Regions from separate parts of the Capra hircus genome. Here regions 2 and 3 are each linked to region 1. The links are chromatin contacts, called in public Hi-C maps. All regions are on one chromosome and are shown on one strand. The core of a region is the stretch at or near the end of the contact, and the rest is flanking DNA. Distances in the headings are between cores, read along the strand shown. Region 1 has its middle 8.2 kb from the start of MTPAP. Region 2 has its middle 52 kb from the start of TRNAW-CCA. Region 3 has its middle 29 kb from the start of TRNAW-CCA.

What was found. A called contact is a pair of places that touch in the nucleus more often than the background predicts.
Region 2: a contact with region 1 is called in a Hi-C map of blood, with 2.3 times the contacts expected there. The contact joins two enhancer-like sites. A contact is called at or near these places in 2 of 5 Hi-C or Micro-C datasets (both in blood).
Region 3: a contact with region 1 is called in a Hi-C map of liver, with 4 times the contacts expected there. The contact joins two enhancer-like sites. A contact is called at or near these places in 3 of 5 Hi-C or Micro-C datasets (blood and liver).

The regions. Positions count from the first base shown.
Region 1 is chr13:34,633,496-34,636,988 of ARS1.2, forward strand. No RefSeq gene overlaps it. Among named protein-coding and RNA genes, the nearest start is that of MTPAP, 8.2 kb to the left of the region's middle. Within about 2 kb of position 1,841, at least 4 of the 5 cell types and tissues checked have an H3K27ac peak or open chromatin away from gene starts, as enhancers often do.
Region 2 is chr13:34,754,897-34,758,389 of ARS1.2, forward strand. No RefSeq gene overlaps it. Among named protein-coding and RNA genes, the nearest start is that of TRNAW-CCA, 52 kb to the left of the region's middle. Within about 2 kb of position 1,910, at least 1 of the 5 cell types and tissues checked has an H3K27ac peak or open chromatin away from gene starts, as enhancers often do.
Region 3 is chr13:34,732,256-34,735,748 of ARS1.2, forward strand. No RefSeq gene overlaps it. Among named protein-coding and RNA genes, the nearest start is that of TRNAW-CCA, 29 kb to the left of the region's middle. Within about 2 kb of position 1,841, at least 1 of the 5 cell types and tissues checked has an H3K27ac peak or open chromatin away from gene starts, as enhancers often do.

The DNA.
Region 1 (3,493 bases), core at 591-3,090:
GGGAGGGGTGGGCCACAGGAATAGGCAAGCACGGTACATGAACACTCTCTCTCTCTCAAGACTGTGAGCAGCTTGCTGTTATAAGAATTGTAACTCAATCATCCTTGTTCCTCTAGCACTAAGAACATAATAGGTTCACAATTCATCGAATTATGAACCAAAATTTTAAAACACTTGCGCTAACACAGGGCATCTGCTCATAAACTGGCATATTACTTTTCATTTCCATTCGGTGTAATTGTCACTTGCTTCCATTGGCTCCCTTACAGAAATTTCATTATAATTTTATATGTCTGAAGACAAAGAATTTGTTAATCTTCTACCAATCTGGAATTAAGATAATTTGGACAGAGATGAGACTAAAGGTACCTTTCCATTGTTTATGAAACTGGACTTCGCAATGAAAACTAAATGTCAACTATGTGTGAATTTCTTTGAACCAGTTGAATTTTAGAAATGTTCTTCAGATAGTTTATCTATACTTCTCAGAAATTTAAATCCATATAATCTTTGATCCAGCAATTCTACTTCTAGAAATGTATAGTAGAGACATACTTGCTCTTAGTGGAAGAGGTAACAAATGATCTAAATGAAAGAGGAGGCTCTTTATCTACTGATCTGGAATGATCTTCAAGATACATTGCTAATTCAATATCCTATAATAAACCTTAATGGAAAAGAATATGAAAAAGAAGATATCTCTGTGTGTGGAACTGAGTCATTTTGCTATATATCAGAAACTAACACAGCATTGTAAATCAACTGTACTTCAATTAAAAAAAAAATTTAAAGAGAGATACATTATTAAAATTGCAAGTGGAGCAACCAGTGGGTAGGACACAAAACACACCCATTTGCTGGTGTGTGTGCAGACTACCTCTGGAAGGATACACAGAAAATCTGGTAGCCTTGATCGATTTTGGAGATGAGACTGAAAGGGTGGAAGGCAAGTATGGAAGGCGGATTTTTTTTTTTTTTTTTTGCCTTGTGTAGCTTTTGAACTTTTAAACATTTTCAAACATTATAACTCTAAATTTTATTTTAAAGATTCAAAACACTCCTTCATTAAAAATATAAAATATCTCATATCTATAGCTTGCCTCTGAGGAGATTAATTGAAGATCTAATGGGGCTGTGGGGGGGGTGGGGTGGAGGAGACAACTTACTTTCACTGTCTGCCTTTCGCATCTTTACCTTTTGTTTTTAACGATGTGTATCTGGGGGGAGAAAGGAAGTATGTACCTTTAAGCATTTTAGATCTTCCATATAACTTGGTATTTGAAGTTACTATATACATTCTTGGGTGGCTTCCCTGGTGGCTCAGAGGTTAAAACGTTTGCCTGCAATGCAGGAGACCTGGGTTCGATCCGATCCCTAGGTTGGGAAGATCCCCTGGAGAAAGGAAATGGCAACCCACTCCAGTATTCTTACCTGGAGAATCTCATGGACGGAGGACCCTGGTGGGCTAAGTACTACATTGAAAAAAATCTTATAAAGTTTTAAAATTACATGTTCTGAATTTATTCCAATTCAAACTGACCTTTCATATCCATATCTTTTGATGGTTTTGATGGTTTATGGCCATTTTTCCAACTGTTACTTGAGGTTCTGTAGTTCTAGATGCTGTCTACTTAAAAAAGTAAAAGCTTCTTTTAAAAACGTTCTCTTACTGACGATCCTACTTGCAAGGCAGCAAAGACATTCTGGACACAGCAGAGGGGAAGGGGAGGGTGGGATGATATGAGAGAATAGCACTGAAACATACATGTACGTTACCCTATCTAAAATAGATAGCTGGCGGGAATTTGCAGTATGATGCAGGGAACCCAAAGCCAGCGCTCTGTGACCACCTAGAGGGATGAGAAGGGGAGGGAGGTGGGAGGGGGGTTCAAGAGCGAGGGGACATGTGAGTACCTAATGCTGATTGATGTTGGTGCTTGGCAAAAAGCCATCGCAATATTGTAATTTTAATCCTCCAATTAAAAAAGATTTAATTCATATTATCTTTTAGTTAATCCTTTTGAATAGATTGTAGAGACCAGACAATTAAGGTCGACATGATGTTCTGTGAAACACAATCGATGAAACATGAAAATCGATCACCTGACAAGCCAGTTGTTAAGTATATTCAATGTGCTCATTACATAAACTCCAGCCTGCATCAGAGGGCCTTTGGGGTAGTTACAGCCCAACGAAACCACTCACTGAAATCCAGTATCAGAATTTGTCAGGGTTTATCAGGGACACACATAACTGCCAAAGTGCTGTCTCATGGTTATATTGTGCAAGGAGATCCACTGATCCTTGGCAGTTTCTGTAGAAATGATGACTAACTCCACCATTCACGTGTACCTATGAGGTCATCATCTGTCAACATTTAAAGTAATCGCTCAGGCTTTTCTTTTCAGGTCGGGAGCGCCCATTACCCCTTCCCTGAGTCTGTCTGTCAGGTCGTTCAAGAATCCCAGGAACATGCTTCTGCCAGGGGACAGTCTGGTCACGGGACACCACGAGAAATGAACACAGGGATCGCATCGTTTCTGGCAACTCAGGCCTTCTTTCTGCGGCTGCTGTTTCTAATATGGCCACACGGGGTCACTGTTGGACCCTGGTGATTTCACAGTGCTTCGAGGACGTGTCCACGACGGGCCCCCAAAGTAGGATGTCTGCTGAGGGACGGTGAGTGGTTTAGTCGCCAAGTCGTGTTCGTGTCCGACTCTTGCGACCCCATGGACAGTAGCACGTCAGGCTCCTCTGTCCATGGGATTTTCCAGGCAAGAATACTGGCGTGGGTTGCCATTTCCGTCTCCAGGGGATCTTCCAGACCCAGGAATCGAACCTTGGTCTCTGGCAAATAAGCGGATGCCTGCTTGATTCCTGCTTTGCAACCGGATTCGTTACCGACTGAGCTACGAGGGAAGCCCAGACTCAATGCCCCCAAAAATAGCTTACCTTTACTGTGAGCTCACTATGGACCAGTACTGTACGCTGCCTACTTGTATCACTTTATTTAAACCTCGCAACATGCCTGTGTTAAAAAACAAAATGCCACGGAGTAAAACTGAAGATCTAATTGGTTTTATTCAGTGATTCGGAAGCAGGGCAGCACCTCACCTCGCATCTAAAAGGCACTCCAACGGGTGGTACCAAATGGACGGTTTCTATGAGAGAAGGATGGGGCAAGGGAACTATTAGTAAAAAGAAAGGAAAAGATTATTTGAGGCCCAGACACTTTTGGAGTGGGAGGGGGAAGGGAGTTTATCACACAGCTGGCCGCCTCCCCCTTTCGAGGTGGGGAGGGGAGTGGAAAGGACCCATGTGACAGATGAGGTCATTGGTGCTGAGCAGAAAATTCCAGGCTGGTTGATTAAGATTACGTTTCTAGGGGAGGTTGAAACTGCAAATAAGAGAGCCGTTAAGTCTAGGCCTGATATCCTTCTGGGATGTGCTGCCCTTGTGGGCCTCTGGTTTTTCTCTGTAACACCTGTGAATT
Region 2 (3,493 bases), core at 660-3,159, 120 kb after region 1:
CCTGGAATCCATCCTGGCTAAAAGATGTGCACATACATCAGGAAGGACTTTGAGTCAGATCAGAAGTGCGCAACGAGCAAGATGATTGGCCAGAGGGAACCTAGAGAGCTGCCCCTGTAGGCAATTCAAGCCATCCTAAAAGCCCGACTCCCTCCAAGCCCACTCATCCGCGTGTACTTTCTGCTAATAAACAACCTGTTTCACTATTCAGTCTTTTAGCTGAATTTTTAAAACCTTTTTATTTTAGATTGGAGTAGAGGTGATTAACCATGCTTTAGGTGTATAGCAAAGTGATTCAGTTATACATATACATGCATCTATTCTTTTTCAAATTATTTTTCCATTTAGGTTCTTACATAATATTGAGCGGAGTTCCCGGTGCTACACAGTAAGTCATTATTTTAAATATAGCAGTGTGTACGTGTCCATCCCCAAATCCTGATCTATCTCTTCTCCCCCACCCTTCCCTCAGGTAATCGTAAGTTTGTTCTCTAAGTCTGTGAGTCTATTTCTGTTTGTAAATAAGCCAAGGGATCTTTGTTGAATTTTTGTTCTCCAAAGAAGACAAGGACCAGGGAGGGACTTACATCACACCCAGAGGCCCTCATCGCCTAGTGGCTAGGATTTGCCACAGTCTGGGCTTGATTCCAGGATAGGGAACTGAGATCCGGATTTGAGCTGCTGTACCCCAAGCCCCACCCATCAATCCCAACTAGCTTGCAAGCCAGAGCAGCTGGAAGGCTTTGAATGGGTGTTTCCAATTCTCTGTCAATCTGAAGATTTGAATCTCAAAGGTGGGCTTCATGCGCCTTCCCTGGAAGGAGACCACCCCCTGCCAGAGAAAGTGATGGGGAAATGTTTGTAGAAGAGAGACTTCATTTTCAAAAAGACTATGATTTACTGAGCTTGGACAACGCGCTTTTATCTCATTACCCACTTATCTCTGGATATCACCTGGGTTTGATCCCTGGTCGAGAAGATCCTCTGGAGAAGGGAATGGCAATCCATTCCCAGTATTCTTGACTGGAGAATCCCATGGATAGAGGAGCCTTTGTGGGCTACAGTCCAGGGGGTCACAAAGAGTCAGACGCGACTGAGTAACTAACACACACCCACTTATCTCAGAAACGTTGTGATGATATGAACTCAGATCCCTTTTTATAGAAGAAGAAAATGAGGTTACCAAAGCTAGAAACTCGTCGGGACCACTTGACTTGTCAGAAGCCTACAGGGCCTCTCATCTGTCTGCGTGGCTTCTAGGCAAAGTGGTTTCATGTCCCCCTGTTTACAGCCCTTTGTGCTGGGCTTTCTGGGGCACAGAGCCCTGCCTGCTCCACAAGACACCTGTGACACCCTTGGAGGACCGACTCCCACATTTCAGGCTTCCTCTTGACATGATATCCCCTCCCACCTTCCCCCCCCCCACCCCCCACCCCCCGCCAAGAAAGGAGGCCTTCTCGGACCCTCTACGTAAAATGGCAGCCCCCACTTCCTTGTCTTGCCCCCTTTCCTGGTTTTGCATTAATGCTTTCTTCTATATAAATAATTTGCGTATTTATTGAGTTTGTTGCGTGCCTGTCTCCCCACTAGAATTTATGCTCCACGGGAGCAGGGATTTCGGTCTGTTTTGTCCACTGCTGTGTCTCTGTGTAGAATAGTCTCTCAGAGTGCACGCAGAGCTGTGTACTCAGGGCTCCGGGTTGTCTGCTACCCGTGTGGGGTGGAGATGTGTCTGACCTTCAGGCGGACTCCCTATCAGCATCTTATCAAGGTGATGCCTTCGGGGCCCGAATGATCTGCATTTCCCCATTCCTACCAGGAGGTGGCAGTGTGCTCACTCGGCCGGAACCGGCTCTGCTGAGGTTTCCCGGATGCAGCAGCTGCTTGGTGCCTCTGGCCCAGGACTGCCCCCACTGCGAGTGCTGCTGCTGCTAAGTCGCTTCAGTCGTGTCCGACTCTGTGCGACGCCATAGACGGCACCCACCAGGCTCCGCCGTCCCTGGGATTTTCCAGGCAAGAACACTGGAGTGGGTCGCCATTTCCCTCTCCAGTGCATGAAAGTGAAAAGTGAAAGTAGAGTCACTCAGTCGTGTCTGACCCTCAGAGACCCCATGGACTGCAGCCTTCCAGGCTCCTCCGTCCATGGGATTTTCCAGGCAAGAGTACTGGAGAGAGAATTCTCTGTCGATCTAGGCCTGAAAGACCTGTCATAAAACCAGATGAAAAGCCCTTCTCTATTTATCCTGCTGAAGTCAGAACAAATAGTTAATAACACTTAAACATAGATCAGGGGGCCTGGTCAAGTATACATTGAAATTACCTGCAAGAAATTCTTGGGGGCACTTTCATTTATCTTGGGATTTTTCCTTCGTTGTGATTGTTTAAATATCTCCCTTCCCCCACCTTCCCAAACACCCCTATGCCAGTTGTTTACAGAGCTAAATTGAACAACTATTTCTTATGTGCCAGACAATTTGGGGAAAAGTAGAAATTTTCTTTTGGGAAAATGTTCTTTGTTAAAAATTAAAAAGCAGAAAAAATAAGAGCACAGTTCATGTAGCTTTCAACATGGGTAGATATTCTGATGCTCAGTTCAGTTCAGTTCAGTCGTTCAGTCGTGTCCGACTCTTTGCGACCCCATGAATCGCAGCACGCCAGGCCTCCCTGTCCATCACCAACTCAGACTCAGGCATGTTTAATAATCATGCAAGAAGTATTACAGATTAAAGAGCAAGACTATTTAATAAACATTTCTTGGGCACCTCCTGTGTGTCTGGCACTAAGTTCAGTTCAGGGAAATAAAATATGAATCAAAAAAGGTCATTGCTTCCAAGGAACCTAATCCCTAGTGAGAGTCAAAGATATTTGTACAATAAATTATGATACAAACAGAATAAAATATATGATAAAAAAATAAACTGAAAGTGTTCATAGAATATTCATCAAGATTTTTTCTTTTTTTTTCCATGCAGTCATGTCTGACTCTTTGTGACCCCATGGACAGTCCATGGAATTCTCCAGGCCAGAATACTGGAGTGGGTAGGGAATCTTCCCAACCCAGGGATCAAACCCAGGTCTCCCACATTGCAGGCAGATTCTTTACCAGCTGAGCCACATGGGAAGCCCAAGAACACTAGAGTGAGTAGCCTATCCCTTCTCTAGGGGATCTTCCAGACCAAGGAATTGAAAGTCCTCTCAAAGATACTACGGGAACAACTCATTTTTATTTTGCTGTAAATAACAAGGTAAAAATTGAGCATTTATTCTGTATTTTCTGTATAAAGCAGAGTCTCCTGCATTACAGGTCGATTCCTTACCAACTGAGCAATGAGGGAAGCTCGTTCACCAGGATAGACTATACATATTCTGAGTCATACAAACACTTCACTTCTTGCATGATTATTAAACATTGCTATAAGAAAAACTAGTTCCTCATTGACATCAAAAGGTGTTATGTCATTAAAAACTTTGGTATGAATACAGTGATAAAATT
Region 3 (3,493 bases), core at 591-3,090, 99 kb after region 1:
TGATGTTTCGGGTAACCGGGGCAGAGAATACAAGCCTCCGAGGCTCTGTGGTCAGCCCTTTACGAGAGCTGCATCCGCGTTCTGTGAAAACTGTGAGACGCTGCTGGCTGGAGGTACCGCGGCTCACCACGGCAGCTTCCTGCCTCCCTGACTGGGATGCTCTTCTCAGGCCTCATGTAACTGGGCCCCCTACACCCCCACCAGTCTTCCACCCAAATACAACTTGGCCTGCCAGAGGCTGAGGAAAGACCAGATCTTCATTTTTCTTCCTGGGAAGGGTGCGCCTTAGCCGCTTACTTTGTGGTCATTCATCAGTGAACTTTAGGGCATGGTCATGGTGTTATTTGGGGCCCCTGGTGACTGTTGGGGGGGCAGAGACATGTAAAGATGTCCCTGGATGAAAAGACGGTCTGTTGATTTTTTGCCTTTTCAATCGGATAACCACTGATCCTCTAGCAAGAATGAACTTGGTTTCCCTCTAGTACTCAGCCTTGTCCTTTGTTCAGAGAGGAGAAGAAGGCAAGACACAGGCCCTGCCTCTGCAGAACACCTCCCTAGAGATGGATTTCTGCAGTCTTTCATTCATTTATTCAACAAATATTTTTTGAGCATCAACCATGTGCAAGGTCTTGATGTGGGCATTTGGGATACAAGCCAAAACAAGGATCCCTGCCCTGAAGGACAGCCATCCTAGGTACGTACACATGCATTTTTATTCTCAGAATTGTTACCGAGTCCAAGCTGACTCTGCTTGCTACCCAACAGGCCAATAAATCGGAGACGAGGTACCGAGGCAAGGAATACGAATGTGTTGGAAAGCTGGTTGACGGAGAAAATGGCAGAGTAATGTCTCGAAATAACCATTTTATCTGCATCTGGATCAGAGACAGGGAGGTGAGGAAAAGTAAAAAGGTCATTAATGTTGCAAGCATTTCCTAGAATGGCAAGCCTCAGGCAGAGGATGTGTTAATTTCTTCCTTCTTAGCCTCTATATGTGGACAGGGTCCTGAACAAAACACTTTAATAGACAGAGGGGCAGGATTTTCTGAGGCAGACCATTATGTATGATTATAATGACAAAAGCAATGAGAAATAAGTTTAAAAAAACAGTTCCAACATGGAATCAGAAGTGGATGTTCCCCACCACACACACACCCCACCCCTGCCCCTGCCAACAGAAAGTTTCCCTGGTGGCTCAGATGGTAAAGGGTCTGCCTGCAATGTAGACCCCTGGATTTGATCCCTGGATTGGGTTTCATTCCCTGGAATAGGAAGTGGCTACCCATTCCAGCATTCTTCCCTGGAAAATCCATGGATAGAGGAGTCTGGTGGGCTACAGCACATGGGCTCACAAAGAGTCGGACACTACTGAGTGACTAACGCTTCATGACTTCCCCCAAGAGAATCTGGCTTTGAAATGCCCCCAAAGGAGACTACTCCTTGAGGAAACCTACTGAATTCTTTTGTAAGACACTGGCTACTTTCTAGCCTAATGCAGTGGAAAGCATTGTAGGAGACCCTCGTATGTCTACACTGATTTTGGACTCTTGAGCAATTCACAGAACCAGGGCTGGCTACATGACTTGTAGGGCCCAGTGCAAAATGAAAAAGTGGGACTTCTTGTCCTGAAAGCAGGGGAAAAGCTATTTTCTTTCCCTGGGAGCCTCCCTCTCCACCTGCTGTGGTGCTTTGTAGTTTCAGTTTAAGGTCTCACTCCCTTAAACACAAGGACACTTGGAAGATGAGTTCAGACTCACAGACCCCCAGACCCCACCGAGTGACAGGGCGAACTGTGTATGCCTTGCAGCTTGGCCCTTTGCAGGCCTGTGTCCAGGATGGGGGTGGCAGACAGTAGGGTTGGTGGGGGGTGGCAGCCAGGGAGCGGGTAGCCAAGAACTCGGTGGGGGCAGAGAGGCAGCAGGGGTGGACAGAAGGTGACTCCAGCCCCCCAGACATCTTTCTCATCCTCCTGGACTTCCCTGACGAAACACAAATCCAAGACCAAACTGCTAAGAATATTAATTGGTAATAAATTAGTCCTCAAGTTCTGAGACCTCAGAGTGCTAAGCCTTGTGTGACTACAAGGCTGGCCACAAGGATGGTCCTGCACAGAGCCATTAACTAGTGTATATAAGAAAGGGATAATAATACCTCTCTTCTAGCTCCCAGCTCAGTTCTGAGACCCAAAAGAGGAATCAGAGGAAGTATTTTGAAAAAGTTCTGTATTTTATATATATACATATGTGTATATATGTGTGTGTGTGTGTTGATTAATATAATAAGGCACTTCTTTACTTGAGCCCAGTTTCCTACATCCAAGATATCATGTTGGCTTAACGTGATCCATACGTGTAAAGGGTTTCACACCCAAGGATAAATATTCCATTTCCCGACTCTGTCGAAACAGCTTATCTACAGTGCCATAACAGCCTGCTATAAAAAGGCCACGTGATTTGGCCTCTTGGAGGTCTCATAGCAAGCAGATAGCAGAAAAGCTCCAAGATCAGCTTTGCCCACGAGCCCCTGAAAACCTCCTTGTTGTGTTACAGGAAAATTCCATGAAGTGTTAAAAAAAAATGTTTTTCATGGCAGTTTATTGGTCTTGAGGGGCTGGTATCATGTAGAGGTTAATTAGGCCTGGACTTGAACCCAAATCTACTGATACTGGGAGCATGATCTAAATAACCCTCTCCATTTACCATGAAATGGATGTGATATACAACTATTTTTTTAAACAGTTATTTATTTGGCTGCATCAGGTCTTAATTGCAGCACTCAGGCTTAGTTGCCCAGCAGCATGGGGGATCTTAGTTTCCCGACCAGAGATTAAACCTGTGTCTCCCGTCTCCTGCATTGAAAGGCAGGTTCTTATCACCAGCAGGGAAGTCCTGGATGTGATGTTAACAGCACCTTAAAGACTTCTTGCAGCATTAAATATGCATGCAGAGGACTCAGCACAGGACCAGGCACGCAGTAGGTGCTCAGCAAATGTTAACCATGATTACTTTCAGCTTGGGGATTGTTTAGGCTCATGCCAGAGACTTGAAGAGTAGTAGTTTTGGCTGGACACATATTCGATGAGTATCATTCCTAGCACCCCAAATAAATGAGAGAGACTAAGTCTGATGGGTCACTAGAGACTCATAACTTGTCTTCATGAACTTAAAATTCTCCCTTCAGCAAAGGTCTATTGGGAGGAAAAGGAGAAATCACAACAGAAGCAGTATCTCAACCATCCTAACCTTGACTTTTCCCTGTTGTCACAAAAAGGCACAGATAATACTGAAGAAAGTGAAAGTGTTAGTTGCTTAGTTGTGCCTGACTCTTTGCAACCCCAAGGACTATAGCCTGCAGCCTCCTCTGTCCATAGGATTCTCCAGGGAAGAATACTGGAGTGGGTTGCCATTTCCTTCTCCAGAGGATCTTCCTGACCCAGGAATCAAACCTGGGTCTTCTGCATTGCAGGCAGATTCTTAACTGTCTGAGCCACACA